Regions from separate parts of the Mus musculus genome. Here region 1 is linked to region 2. The links are chromatin contacts, called in public HiChIP or PLAC-seq maps. All regions are on one chromosome and are shown on one strand. The core of a region is the stretch at or near the end of the contact, and the rest is flanking DNA. Distances in the headings are between cores, read along the strand shown.

Region 1 (2,746 bases), core at 66-2,565, 1.2 Mb before region 2:
AGCATACCTTTATAATCCCAGCACTCGGGAGGCGGAGGCAGGTGGAGTTCTGAGTTTGAGGCCAGCTTGGTCTACAAAATGAGTTCCTGGACAGCCAGGGCTATACAGAGAAACCCTGTCTCAAAAAAAAAAAAAAAAAAAAAATTAAGCCATGGAAGACAGACTATAGATTGTGTAAAAATGTATGCTTGATAGATAGATAGATCTGAACTAATTAAAGATTTCAATCAGAACTGAATTTACAGAGTGTATGCAAATTAGTAAAAGATAATCCAAATTAAAATACTCAAGCTATTTGGGAAACACTTGATAACGAGGATGGGGCGGTCAGTAAATACCTGAGAAGGCACTCGGTCTCATTATTCATCAGGGAGTTATGAGAAAAAACCACAGACAGGATACCACTTCACACCCCTTCGGATGCTGTTAAAAATAAAATAACCAGTTCACTCATTAACCACTGAGTCAGGGTTGAAACTGAGACCACTTTGGAAAATGTTTCAATAATTACCTTCTATAGGATGGAGGAATTCCACAGCACATCCCCAAGAGAAATGGAAGTCCATCTTCCGAAAATTACTTAGGCACATATTTATATATATTTATTCATAATAAACAAAGTCTAGAAATAACGAAATGTTCATCAGGCAAATAAGGAAACAGTGATATACTACTCCCCAGGGAGGTGGACCGGATTGGAAAGTTAAAGCAGGTTCTTGTTGTGCACAGCACAAATTAGTTATATATGGGGACAGTAGTTAAGTTTTTGTTTTTTTTTCTTTTGGTTTTATTATTATTTTTTTTAATCTTCAGTAGTCTTTGATGCAGCTTATATGAAGATAATTGTTGTTCTGTTAACTGAATACCACTCTGTAATTGAAAAAAGAAAGGAAGGAAGGGGGAGAGAGAGAGAGAGAGAGAGAGAGAGAGAGAGAGAGAGAGAGAGAGAGACACGGATTGCTGGTGTATACCACAGCATAGATAAGTCTTCAAAGGACATATTAGTCAGTTATCCAGAAAGGTGGGAAGAGACGTTGTATACATACGAATAGTTATAGATAACAGATAGGTAACTGACAGGAGTTGGAGAAAAGATGGGTGGGTGAGTCGATGTGATGTAGCTGATGTGGGTACAGACATAAAGAGAAAGCCAGAATTGGCTCATATAATGGCGACCGAGATGATATGTTGCCATATCCTCTGGTGGCCACAAGATGGCGACGTAGAGCTGCTGGCTCTAACTCAGCCTGAATCCAAAGGCTTGGAAAGCTGGGTGGGGGTGGGTAGCGTTGGCGCTGTAAGCCCTGGAGATGGCAGACCCAGGGAAAGGAAGCAGAGGCTGGCCTAGCTGAGAAAAAGAGGCAGCCTACCTCTGCACTTTTGTCCTATGTAAGCCTCAGGCCTGGATGACATCCACTACAACGGTGAGGACAGATCCCACCTACAGATCAAACTCAGTCGACCAATTTGATACTAATCTCTTGTAGGAATATCCTCATAGGCCCAGAGATCTTGTTTATGCTTTGGCCTGCCTTAACATAGTCAACCTGGCCTGTGAAATTACTGCCGTGTACAAGATAAATCAAGAAATCGGTCACAAACAGGGCTCACCCTGTGTAAGTCCTTTCCTACGAAGTTCACATGTAGGTAAGCTAATCTCTGGTGATGAAAATCAGAACAACTTCCGTGTGTGGGGAGAATTTACTAGAAAGTAGCACAAAGAAATTTTGGAAGATGATGAAAATATGTTCTATGTTGATTTGAGAGCTGTTTCATAGGTTGACACATTTGTCAAAAGTTATCAGTGTGTGTGTATATATATATATATATATATATATATACATGTCTGCATACTTCTTTGCATAAGCTCATTAAATCGGAATTTTAGGGCAGAGCAGATGGCTCTGTGTGTGAAAAGGACTTTGGTGCACAAATGTGAGGACCCGAGCTTAGATTGAGAAAGTCCATGAAACACTGGTACCATAGCACATCTACCGCAGGTGTGCCTCCTTTAAGATGGGAAGTGGAGACAGGAGAATCCTGGGATGCTCCAGCCAGCTAGCCTGGTGGATGAAAGCTGAGAACAGCTGATACTGTCCTGACCTCTACCCGCCCAGTGTGACACAGACATCTCTCTCTCTCTCTCTCTCTTTCTCTCTCTCTTTCTCTCTCTCTCTGCCTGCCTGTCTGTCTCCCCCACCCCCACCCCACACACACATTTAGAAAAAGTGTTTTTAAAGTAATTTTTGGAATTGAATCTTAAATTCGATCACAAATATTATTACATTAATTCTTATTTCTATAATTCTTCTGCATGGTTATCAGTGAAGCCACATGTAACCAGGGGTATATGTACCCAGGTCTTCTAAAGCTTGAGTGTAATTTTAAAGGCTTATTGTGATCAATAGGACCTAATTCACAAATGTAAATTAGGTGAGAATATGATTTAAAATTATAAACATTATCATAATATTTTTGAAGAAGCTGACAAATATCACCAGCATTGCCCTTAAAAAAATTCTGGCTTAAGCCCTGTTTTTCCTGTGTTTTGGCCACATGACATTTGATCACTGGTTCATATAACAGCAACTTTATAGTGTTTTCTCCAGAAAGATAACTCACTCTTCTGGTATAGCTAGTACAATTTTCGTTGTTTTTGAGCCAAGAGTCTCACTGTGTGTAGCCCTGGCTGGCCTGGAACTCACTACAAAGACTAAGCTCGTGATTCCCCTGCCTCCGACTTCTG
Region 2 (2,700 bases), core at 127-2,626:
TCCAAAAACAGCTAAACATCCTGTATGCCAGCTGTGTTCCTACCAGTGGTGACTTCACAGAACAATCACAACCTCTGAGGCTATGCCAAATAACCCAAAGTCAGAGCAAGCACATGCTCACAGTGGAAAAGGCATCAAGGTAGGACTTCTGGAGGTCAAAGTCAGAAAGCACACACATAGAGAAGTCACTATGTGTACAAGCTTCAAGCATTTGGAACCTAGAGCCACAAGGCACAGGGCAATGAATTAGAAAATCCTCGAAGATTGTTCCTGTGACTTCCTATGTCTTGGGCAAATCACCTGATGACTCTCATGACAAACTGAGGGGAAAAGTGGACTATGAAAAGATCCAAACATTCAAGCCCAACATTCAGTATTTCTGATCCACTTAGTGTCTCTGAGGCCATAAGAAAATGCAGTCATGATTCTTTAGTCACAGAAGCTATTGGTTATTAAAGGCTAAAGTTCCTAGCCACCTGGGTTCAAAGATCAATCTACTTAGTTATGAGGTTGGTTTGAATTGGTAGGCCTCAGATGTCCCATACCTGGTTATGGTTTGGATGTGTCGAAGACTTGGTGACCAGATTGTGGTGACCAGCAAAGTGCTCATATGACCATGGATGAAAATCTGAAACCATGACACAAAATGACCTTCTCCTTTATAAGCTGTTTGTGTCAAACATCTTGTCAGAACAGGATGCTACCACGCCTCCTCAAGCTTGAAATGCCAATGATAGCAGGACTTGAGCCCTCCCTCCCGTCTCCCATCCTCACTCATGGGAGGACTCTCACCTCTCAGTTTCCTCATGTTCTGAAACTGGTGAAGATTTAACAGGCTTTAGGTTAGCTCCAACACTTTCTGGGCTATCATCAGGCAAACCAAATACTTTTTAAAGCCTTTGTTACCTCATCTGTTAAAACATGATAACAATACTATTCTTATAACGTTGGTTTTTAAAAAGGTTTTATGTGTGTGAGTATTTGCTTGTATATATGTACATGCACTGTATGTGTCCAGTGCCCGGGGAAGCCAGGGAGGGCAGCAGATCCCCTAGAACTAGAATTATAGATGGCGTAAGCTGCCATCTTGGTAGTGGGAACCAAACCTGGGTACTTAAAGGAGTAAGTGCTCTTAACTGTTGAGCCATTGTTCTAGGCCTTATATTTTTAAAATAAAGATTAATATGCATGTTTACATAAACCCAGTACCAGGAAGCTACACTGGCCTTAACCAGGTATAGCAGAGTAGCATTAGACTGCCTGGCCAAGCCTCTCCACTCACTGTGTAACTTGAACAATTACCTAGTCTCCTTGTGCCTATTTACTCCTCTGTTAAAGGGAAGTTTTGAGAGGATCAAGTAAGTTAATAAGTAAACAGCAGAGTAGGGCACAGGGGCGATGACTCACTGGGTAGTGAGCTTCCTGCCAAGCCTCACAACCTCAGCTCAATGTCTGTAATCCAAATATCCAAACGGTGCAAGGAGAGGACCCACCCCGGGAAGCTGTCCTCTGACCTCCATACAAGTACCACTGCACATATTTTACACACACACACAAACACACACACACACACTCACACACCCCAAACAAACAAACAAAATGATAAATGAAAACAAAACAAAAAAGCAGAACCAGACGTAGTGACCCACATCAGTAATCCCACAGTCAGGAGGCAGGGCTGGAGAATATGGCTAGGCTATATGAAACCTTGTATTAAAACAAATAAAAATGGTAAAAAGTACTCAAAAGAGCAAGGACAGCTGGATGCTCCTAGGGCGGTATGAACTTTACTATTATTGCTATTATTCCACCTGTGGAGGCCCACAGAGATGCTGAATTCACTTACATATACACGACTGTCAGTACCTTCTTTATTTTAAATCTCATCAAATCACTTTCTTCTTTATAATGCTCCAAAACTGCCTTACTTTACTCAAAACGAAGTCCCAAGGAGCATTATAAAGGAGCATGCCCGAAGCTCACTCGCCTGGTCGCAGCAGTACAGCAGCAAGACACAAGAGGATTCTTGTCTCAAAACAAACATAGAAGGCAAGAACTGAGTTTGGAAAGTTGTTCTTTGACCTCCCCACACATGCTATGGCAAGCATATATATGTGTGCACTCACATACCATACACATACACAAATAAAAAGGTTAAACATAGACTCAAGTCCACAAATTACTAAATAACCCCTGTCATAGTCCACATTAATATGGATATGGCAGTTGGTCATATTTGCTTATTTCCACACTAGAGTTTAAGCTCTCCCTGAGATTAGCGTCTTATTCCTGTATTTCAGGTGGTTAACGCTTACAAGACAAACAGTGAATGCAAGCTGCTGAGAGAAGATGATTCTAGGACAGGGACCTCAGAGGGAAGGAGAAGGAAAGGAGACAGGTGTGAGGAAGAAGTGACAAGGCAAACAGAAACAGGCATAACCAAGCTGTGACCAGGGAGGCAGCTGTGTACCCTCCTGCCACTTACTAATCCAACCAGGTCTCTCAGATAAGCAATTAAGCCGTTAGAGACTGCAGTACACTTGAGCACCCAGCTACTGTATTCCCTTCCTGTTACGTCTTTTAACCTGGGAGTGGAGTGTGGACTTAAACCCACAATTCTCCTGACATAGCAAATTCAGACATACTTAGGTCAGGGTTCAGTCCGCCTCAAACCTGCCTCCAAGAAAAGTCAAGGTTTAT

What was found. HiChIP or PLAC-seq counts read pairs in DNA pulled down with a chosen protein or histone mark.
Region 1: a FOXA1 HiChIP or PLAC-seq map of pancreatic cancer cells shows a contact between it and region 2. The contact joins two enhancer-like sites. A contact is called at or near these places in 1 of 484 Hi-C or Micro-C datasets (cranial neural crest), 1 of 115 datasets of contacts at active chromatin or transcription factors (pancreatic cancer cells) and 1 of 9 other capture datasets (macrophages).

Annotation. Positions count from the first base shown.
Region 1 is chr6:31,031,695-31,034,440 of GRCm38.p6, reverse strand. No RefSeq gene overlaps it. Among named protein-coding and RNA genes, the nearest start is that of Gm40359, 18 kb to the right of the region's middle. Within about 2 kb of position 1,315, at least 54 of the 459 cell types and tissues checked have an H3K27ac peak or open chromatin away from gene starts, as enhancers often do. A contact at or near this core is called in pancreatic cancer cells, where this site is marked.
Region 2 is chr6:29,847,702-29,850,401 of GRCm38.p6, reverse strand. The region is part of intron 1 of Ahcyl2 (S-adenosylhomocysteine hydrolase-like 2); the gene reads right to left. Among named protein-coding and RNA genes, the nearest start is that of Strip2, 68 kb to the left of the region's middle. Within about 2 kb of position 1,376, at least 82 of the 459 cell types and tissues checked have an H3K27ac peak or open chromatin away from gene starts, as enhancers often do. A contact at or near this core is called in pancreatic cancer cells, where this site is marked.